Regions from separate parts of the Gossypium arboreum genome. Here region 2 is linked to region 1. Evidence: chromatin contacts called from public Hi-C data. All regions are on one chromosome and are shown on one strand. The core of a region is the stretch at or near the end of the contact, and the rest is flanking DNA. Distances in the headings are between cores, read along the strand shown.

Region 1 (4,870 bases), core at 818-3,317:
GATATCATGTGTCTTCTTTTCATCATTATACATAGCAACCCTCTAGTACCTCCTTACACCATTTTAGATACAAATCTTGTGTATCAAGGAATGAGTATTTATACCCATGCACATACATGAATTTTGTTTCTGATTTATTGCCTATAACCATGCATGCATCGACTCTTTAAACACGTCTCTTTTGATGCAAGTACCATGATCAAGGGTTAAAGCCACTTACCTAGATATATAGTAGTTAAACTTAAATGAAATAATGTAAATAACAGACTCAAGGTATAAAGGAACTCACCAGAAATATTCACTTAGAACTTTCCTACTCAATGGGTTCTTTCCTTTTAGCACCAGGACCTTCTCCCCTATCTTTGGCTAAAATAATCAAATGACTTCTTTTAAATATAAGAATAACTAAAACTTAATGAAATAACATGAATCAATGAACGTACAAATAATTTAGGGATGGAACTTTCCTTCCTATGTAGTATTCAAATGAAAGCCCTGCTGAATAGCTCTTACAACAACTCCTTTCTATCTGGTAAACTTAAAGAGGAATTTAAGAACTTACCAACAGACAACTTAAGGAAAGAAGCTTCTATAAGCTTGACACAGAAGCATTGCGAGTGTGATAAAAGCATAGAAAGGGATAAAAGCAAAGAGAGTGTTAAGTATTTATAGTGAAATAAAAATATGAGGAATTGAGAAAAATCTCACTCATATTGGCACAAAAACTCATAAGTGCAACAAATACATAGACAACAAATCACTATCCATAAGCAACATACCCGGAACACCATCCATGATACAATTAACATCTTATAAGCAAATATTACTTTGTTATTTCTTGACATATTAGCCTTGTACAATGTGATCTTTTCTTTTGAACGAGTTACCTTTAATCGCATTCTTTGCATTTCTTTTATATTGAGCTCATTGTTCTTAAATCTTAATCTCCCATTCTCTGTCAACAACATCTTATTTTGCAAAATTATTTTATCAATTATGCATCCCTGTTCTTCTCCTATTGAATTCATATTGTTACCGTTAAATTTAACCCATTGGTAAAAATCACAACCCTCAGTTTTCCTTTCTCACATAGAACAAAAAAAAAAATAGAGCTTATATGTGTAACTAAGGTAAAATTTACATATTTCCAACTTGAAACAAAATAATTCAAATTTATTTCCAAAACATGTTAAAACACTAAACCCTAAATTACACAAAATATTCAACCAAAATCACAAAGCCTTTTGTTTTTTTGCACACACAACAATGGTAGTACACAACCAATGCACAAACCCTAATTTCCTTCAACCCAACAATTAAAATTCAAACTTTTACATTTTTGAACTTCACACACCTAAATAATTTTCTCCCTTTGTTCCGTGGAGTATTCACGTTGCAAACAGGAGCTCTTAACCCACAATGATAGTACACAACCTCATTTGACCACTTGATTTTTTTGTTGGTTGATGAAGCCATTTTTCCTTATTTTCTTCTTCGACTCTAGTTATGGGAATTGGGCGTGTTATCAGGATAAACCCTAAAAGAATATTAACAAAAATATTAGAAAATGATGAATAGGTAGAAAAAAATAAAAAGAATAGAATGTTAAATAATCGGGTGAAATGATTTAAGGTAATTTTTATTATAATTAATGAAAAAAAGTATTTAATTTTTATTTTCCAAGGAAAAAAAAGAAGACCCAATCATTGCCAAATAGGACTCCACTTGACGCCTAACGATTAACCAGTTGCCACATTATAAAAAAACGAACGAATTACATTCGAGTTCTAATTTAGTTGACAAAAAAAAAGTTCGGGTATTAACCTAGGAAAAAAAATCTTAAGTATCAATTTAGGAGAAATGGACAAGTACCGATTTTTTATTTAAGCCTTTTTGTATTAATGAATTACTTATATAATTTATTATTTCCAATTTTCTTTAATATTATTTTAGTGCCATTAAATACAGGTTAATATATCGGTACATAAAAAAGAAACCATACATTTGGGCTTTGGGTAGTAGGGGGAAAATACATTTTGGGTGTTTGGTCTTAAAAGTACTACCCTTTTGTGCCTTGATGGATCCGAACCGACCCATTTCAAACCGGATTTATTTACGGGTCCTTTTCCTTTTCTAAATGTCGAATCTATTTACAGTTGCAAGGAAGGAACCAGCTCTCTCAATCTGCAGCACCCATATCTTCACTTCTTTTGCATGTAACCTTTAATTCTTTATTTATTTTCTCAATGTTCCCTTTAATCTCTTTCATTCTGATGCTTTGTATTGTTCAATGTTTAAACATGGTCTTTTTATTTAGAAATCATGATCTGCTTTTTGTTTCCCTTCAAATTCCATAGATTTTAAGTTGTTTATTATGTTTTTGTTTTCTATATATAGATAAGAACCCATGGATCTAGTCCCTCTAAATCCAACAAAGTATTTATTTTTCGAATGGGTTTTAATTTTTAGTCAACATCGGAATCCCTTTGATCTGCTTTTCTGAGTTTACCCTCTTTTCCATAGCTTGCTTATGGAATATGGGGTTTTACTAAATCACCTTATTGGTGTTCTAGAAATCAAAATGAACTCAATTATCGTTGATGTTATGTTTGCATTTAGAAGTTTATTCTAGCTGAAACTGAAGATGCTGTAATCGGTTTTTTAGTTACTTATGCCTGCTGCGTTTTAAGAATCTTTATGTTATTTCTGTTTTGTTTTCCGGATTCATAATTGATGGATTTTTCTTTATCTTCATGGCTACGCTTTTGTGTGAAAAGTTTTAGAAGTTGGTTGAAGATTAATAGAAACCCTTTAATATGCAGAAAATGGGCTTGTGGACGTTATTAGAAGGATTTTTGCTTCTTGCAAATGCTTTGGCAATATTAAATGAGGATCGTTTTCTTGCTCCCAGAGGATGGAGTTTCTCGGATTTCTCTGCAGGGCGTACAAAGTCATTTAAAGGGCAACTTATTGGTCTCATTTACGCCACTCAATACATGAGAGTTCCTCTCATACTACTTAATGCAATCTGCATTTTTGTTAAGCTAGTTTCTGGTTGATGCTCCGCTAGGTAAGATGTTTATGTCTATGGCTGATGATTGGTTGAATTTGTATTAGGTTCTCAAACAGATGCCCCTTGTTTTTTTTTTTTTTTTTTGCATTCAAGAACTTGTTTATTAGTTGTGATGACCGTTTTAGTCGGTTTTGTTTTCTGATTTCTACAAATTACATGGATTTAAAATGGTGTGATGAATAGGTGTCTGAAACTTAAGCTGAATGATTATTAGTTATTTCTAAACCTATTAATTGGTTGAATATATTGTGAAAAGGGAAACTCTTAGTCTTAGATTAATTTTTCTGATTACCATTGTTGAATTACACACCCGAAACTTATGAAGTTTGAATAAGATCTTTTTAACACTGCAAGTTCTATAATGTATTACTTGACCAAAACGTTGAGTAGGCCAGAGCAGGAATGGCGGAAGCTGCCTTTCAAACCTTTTTCCAGGTCTGATAAATTTCTGTTAATTTTACCAGGACATGTAAATTAAGTAAATAAATTGATTGTTTGAATTGGCTATCCATCACAGAGAAAAGAGGATAACTACATTTGTATCTTCATGCTTTTCTGTTGCTTCCTATTTGGTTATTTGAGAATTATTGTTCGCTTCCCTTTTCAATCTTAAGCATGCCACAGATTTCACCTTTGTGATTCCTGATATTCTTAAGCATGCGCGTCTCCTGATATTCTTAGAATGTGATTCCTTATCTGTTAATTATTAGCAGAACGCATGAAGTCGAATATGGAGCATAGGAATTTGCCGAAGGTTGTGTAAGACGGAAGCAGTCAGTTCAAAAATTAGGTGATGTATCTGTTTTACACTTAAGTTTGTATCCCACCTCCTTTTAAAATTGAATTTGAGGTTTCATGATGGGATTTTATCGAACCTGGAAATGTGATAACTTGATAGCTCTAGCATTTGTATAATTTGGAGACTTTACGCTGTCATTTTGAAATATACAGTTTATTGTGCCTGGAATTTCTATTAATTGCTGCTGTATGAACATGATATTTGAAAATGGAGTTCAAGTTTGGGGGTGGGGTGGTTTGATTTCTGGTGAATTTTTTCCATTTTGGGATTGGATTCTGATGCTAGAACCAAAGTTAAGTTTGAGTTTAAGGCAAGTATGGGTGGAAATATTTAAAGGTACCATTGGCGTTCCTAATCGTGCTTCTATAACCCAAATCAGATCCAAAAACCTATAATGCACAGTTGATGCAGCATTCTTAGATGATAGAACTAAACATGCATGAATAGTCCTAGAACAGAAGTTACAACTTCGAACAAACAGAACCACAAAAAATGGGAAGCATGTGCTTCTCATTGTGAATTATGGATTAGTTCAGTATCACATGATTCAGGGATTCTAAATTCATTATTTAAAAAAAAAAAAACACTATCTTATTATTCACCTTTTTTTTTTCAGTTTTTGACTCATGTAAGGTTAGACCTGTTCATGGGTTGGGTCACTTACCTTGAACTGAAGATTTGTCTGAAAAATAAGAAGGTTTGGATAAAATATGAGGCTTGAAAAATAAGTTTGGATAAAATTTAAGACTTGTTATATATATGGGTCAAGCCTTGGACAAGATTTTTTGACTTGAACACTGTCCGGTCTAGTCCGAATATATTATGTTATAAAATAAAATATATTAATTATATATATTAAATAATAATTATATATATTTATATCAAATCACTAACTCAAGCAATTGAACCCGTTACCCAAAGCTAAAATAATAATAATAATAATAATAATAACACCTTACCCAATTAAATAGTTTAGCTCAAAATATAAAATTTTAAAA
Region 2 (4,870 bases), core at 987-3,486, 180 kb before region 1:
TCAGAAGAAAGCAAAATCCCTTGTAAAACTGTCTTAAGAGCCCTTGCAGCCGTAGCTGAGATGCACATGATAAAACCAAATAGGTTGAAACTTGGTTCACCCTATGGTCATGTAAGAAAAATGAAAAATAACAATAAGAAGGCAGGTAAATCAAATGAAATATTATAAAGATAAAATGAGGAAACTTGAAGGATTTCAAATCAATAGATGGGCAAAATTCAATGCTACACCCTTCTAAGTAGCACAATTGAAACATACAATATGGAAAATGCCAGAGAAAAAGCAGAGGAGGAAAAAGAGATGCATTGATGAATCATAAACAATAAGTTCATGAGTTAATTATCTATATGAAACCAACATAAAAGAATAGATAACCCACAAAGGGGACGGGATCCAGTTACACTAGTGTAAAACTAAAGTAGTTTTACACCTTTTTATATCTCTTCGTATGATTAATATTTTAACAATCCAACCGTTGAATTTATCGTTGAAATTGTAATTGTCATGCATGTAAATTTTCAAACTGATCAGATATCTTCATCATATTGATCTAAAATACTACACATAAATATCTATTAAATGGTTGAAAGATTTTTACCTAAAACAAATCCTTATAAATTTTTAATTTGCATCAAATTTGACATATGAATGGAGGTTGGATCTTAAAATATTGATTGTACAAAAAGATACAAAAGGGTGCACCGGTGTAAATGGATCCCTCTCCATCCACAAATTATGATCATTATTATTTAAAAACCCTCCAAATTAAGATAAGAAACAGGGTATTTCAATTCCATTTTTCAGCAGCTGAAAAGAGCTAGAAGCAAATCCTTCAATTCATAATTCTAAGTTCAAAGTACTGCAATCTACAACAATTAATGGATTCTTTAGGCTACATGATGGTCACAAAATTGAAATGAGACTCAAGAACCCATTTATTTACAACAATACAACACTTTGAACCATTATCCAACAAAAAAAAAGGAGCAAATCAACACTAATTTGAACAAAAATAAAAGAAACCAGTTTCCACATTCCAAAAAGATTATCAACAGATCCCTAAAATAAGCTACCAATTTCATTAACTACTCTATCATCACTTATATTATATAAAACCAACAAAGTTAAGCCAAACCCATTTCCAGTAAAAGCAAAAGAAAAGGGTAAACAATTTCATATTCCAAGAAAAACAAGCAAAATACATACCCCACTGGCAATGATAACCCCAGCAACAACAGGAACAAGGGTAAGATAAGTAAGCCATGCCTCCCTCTTTAATGTCATCAAGTAAGCAAATACCGCCGTAAAAAATGGCGTCGTAGCACCAACAGCCTGATTAAAGCTAACCGGAAGGAACCTCAAAGAAATATTCCCAAACACCACCGACACACAAAATACCAAACTCAACGCCGAAATCTTGAAGAATTGGACCCTAGATCGAATGGTCTGCATGGGGACCATCTTCATCCATGCAATTGCGATGTAGCTTAACAATGAACAAGCTGTCATGTGACACATGGTTAAGAAGATGGGGTATCTGAAACCATAATTGCTTAGTAAATATTTGTTTAACAACAATACACCAATGTTGGAGGAGTACCAGGCTGTTACTAGCCCGATTGTGAACAATTTGGAGTTGGTTTTCATGGTCTTCTTTGGTGTTTTGAAGATCTGGGTATCTGGGATTAAAAAAAGGAGAAAGAAAACGGGATTAACTTGAAATCTGTTAAACAATGGGTCTTTTTCTTGGAAACAAAGGGATTTTTTTTTATTTTTTATTTTTTATTTTGGAATGATGGGATTGAATTAGCTTCTATGGATTTAATTGAAGTTTCTCTTTAGAAAATCAAGGATCCCCATTTCCAAAATGGCAGAAAATCTAGAAATGTTACCTTAAAAAAGAGTTTTTATTTTTTTTAAAAAGAAAGCTTTTCAGTTTTGAGGAACACCAAATGGAAAGAATGTGGCTCTCTCTACAGATTTTTCTGAAGAAAGGACTAAAGAGAGAGGAAGAAATGGGATATAAAAGCTTGTGTGTTTCTGTGTTTCTTTTTGAATTTTTCCTAATGTTATTTATTTAGGGCCTTATGGAAGAGGACAAGGTGGGTTTACCAATTAATTAATTGAGACTCATTAGTTTATTCGTTTGGGTTTATTAGAAATATGTTAGCTCAATTTTAGATACAAAATTCAATAGAAATGAATTGTTTCTTTCTTTTAATTAAGAGTGAAGAGTTTAGCAAAAAATTATCATTTTAATAAATAAAGAAAATCAAAGTAATTTTATAAAGATTCCCCTCTGAGTCGAGCTCGATTAGCCCCTAGCTAAAAACCTAGCAGAAGACCAAAGATGACAATAGATTCCCAAAAAATGAATGATTATCCAAAATCTTCAAATTTAAGTAAAAATCCTTGAGAAAAGAAAATATGTGTAAACAAAATGCTAATTGTCTTATTTCATACACCATCCTAAACAAACCAAAAATAAACACCAAACATGTTGAATAAGTTTATCAGAACAAAGTGAAAAGGCAGAGTCACTCAAGTAGTCAATCACAAGCCGTCCGGCATCGAGACAGCTGCAAACAAAGAAGAAAATGCAAAATTAGGAGATAGTAAACAAGCATTAGTAGCTACAATAGTATGTCACAAGGACGATTTATCACACTCTAAAACGAGATTAATATCACTATATAAACAATTTGAACAAATGTTTTAAGGCGAGGTGCAAGGATCTAGACAAGAATTAGGCTAAAAGATGACAGATTGTGTCAACCATAGCAATGATCAAACGTTTGAATAATTACAGATGTAGTCATTATAAAAGTTGCAGTTGTTCACATGCCTAGACTTCAACACAAATTCACAGCAAAAATTGTAACAGACACACAAAAAGGACATAACAATGAATACAGAAGGCAATTAATGTACAAAAATTAGCTTGTCCGTCAAGCAGCTAATCTTCAAACAGAAAGTTGCAATCATTAAACTGAAGAAGATTCATCACATACAAACAAACAAATCCCGGTTCAACCAAAGAAAGTGGCAAACTCGTAAATCCACAAAACAAATAAGATAGAACATAAACTGTGAAGCCAAGATTACCTTAGATATTGCTAGGGTACATGAAGACTCTGACTAGATCTCCCTGCAATGGAAACAAAAAGATGAAGTAAGATCTAAAACACATTGTTGAGAAATCCATTAAATAATAACAATGTAACACGCTCACCATAGATTTTGGGGGAAGGTTAGACTTGAACTTAGCACGAACAACACCACTGTTACCATGAGGTCTAGTGACCTTTCCCCAAATGCAGCGATAGTGTGAGCCATTCTTCTTCACCTTAGCTTTGTATATATAAGCCATGCGCTTTCCTGCATACCAAGCTACTTCCTCCTTGGTGTTAACTCGCTCAATCTGGATCAAAGAAGTATTTGGGTACTGGTTCGACTTCGACCTAACCACACCACCACCATCAAACAAATAATAAGCTTAAATCCCAAACATAAAATATAACAGCCCCCAAAATCAATGTCTAGTTCTTCAACTCAGAACATCTAAAAAAACACAACTCCAAACCCTCATTCTAAAACCTAGAAATTCAATCACCCTTTATTACCCAAACACTGATTTTAGTTCGAAAATGAAGCACTACCCAGCACCTATAGTCAATAAAAAACCTACTTCAGCAAAAAAACAAAAAGTAACTAATTTTTTGTTTCCTTCACTCAATTTCATAACAAACAAACAATACAGTTAAAACTTCAACTTTATTTTCCATTTAACAGATTAAATCAGCTAAATTTAATCCTACATTTAACTAAATATTCAATTTCCGTAAAAAGAGTTTCCTCTAATTCCTAAAACTAAAAGCCCAGCTTTAAACCAACAACAATAAAACAGTTAATTTTTTTTGGAAAAGTCTTACTACCTTTTGTAACCCAAGATTGTTCCTCTTACATAGAGTCTGCCAAAAAAAAAAGTGAGTGAGTAAAATCCAAAAGCTATATTCCGTACGTCAAACTGGGAAAATTGATAGTAAAAAGGAGGTAGGTTCAGAACGAAGAACAAGTGAAGAGATCAAAGGTTACCTGACACGCTCTCCTTGGCGTCCCTTCACCATTTCCTCCCGATTTGGACGCTGAAGCTTATTCCTTTCGAATCCTGAAAAAGGTCTAAAACCCTAATAAGATTTCCGATTTGGGGGAAATTTATATAGAGCGGCTGTAAGTTTTTAGAAATGAAGGAAATTATGAAATGAAGTTGGGCCAGTTGTCTTTTAATTCAAAGGCCTAAAAATCGAAGGTATCTGTTCATGGGCCAAGGCCTCTTGTTTACATGTTTAGATTTCTAACTATTTATCGTGGAATAGATTTTGGTTACATTATAAAATTAATAACTGTGACATTCCACACTCGACTCGAACAATGTATTTAATAGCAAGATGTTATTTTAGGTTAACAAAGTAACTCAAACACCATCCAATCATTAAATGAGTTGAAAATTTAAGTTTTAAAATTATGAAAATAGAATTAATTATGCATTTTTAAAATTAGGGTAAACAATTAAAATGGTCACTTTTATTTACTTCAGGCTAAATTTTAATCACTTAGTTTGAAATGTTACGTTTTAGCCACTTATGTTAACATGTTGTAAAATTTTAGTCATTAAGCCGTTAACAGTGTAACGGTAAGCTAACATGGCATATTAAATCATCATTTCAAACAAAAATTTTAAATTAAATTATACAATTGATCTCCATATTTTTTTTGTTTTGAGCAATTTAATTTTTTTTCTTTTATATTCTTTTAACTTACCTTTTTTTTCTTTCTTTATTTTTCATTCTCTTTTGCTTCCCCTTATTTT

What was found. A called contact is a pair of places that touch in the nucleus more often than the background predicts.
Region 2: a contact with region 1 is called in a Hi-C map of leaf, with 3 times the contacts expected there. The contact joins the promoter of LOC108460674 here to the promoter of LOC108458199 in region 1. A contact is called at or near these places in 3 of 5 Hi-C or Micro-C datasets (all in leaf).

What each region holds. Positions count from the first base shown.
Region 1 is chr4:16,080,485-16,085,354 of ASM2569848v2, reverse strand. It overlaps LOC108458199, which reads left to right and starts at 2,067. Exons shown (of 3, transcript XM_053026578.1): 1 at 2,067-2,216; 2 at 2,823-3,070; 3 at 3,784-4,123. The coding sequence starts at 2,826. The coding sequence ends at 3,059.
Region 2 is chr4:16,259,913-16,264,782 of ASM2569848v2, reverse strand. It overlaps LOC108460674 (probable sugar phosphate/phosphate translocator At3g11320), which reads right to left and starts at 2,236. Exons shown (of 5, transcript XM_053027029.1): 1 at 1,893-2,236; 2 at 1,207-1,679; 3 at 1-101. The coding sequence starts at 1,647. LOC108460676 (60S ribosomal protein L35a-1-like) reads right to left here and starts at 4,264. Exons shown (of 5, transcript XM_017760263.2): 1 at 4,096-4,264; 2 at 3,936-3,971; 3 at 3,233-3,461; 4 at 3,106-3,148; 5 at 2,362-2,579. The coding sequence starts at 4,127. The coding sequence ends at 3,107.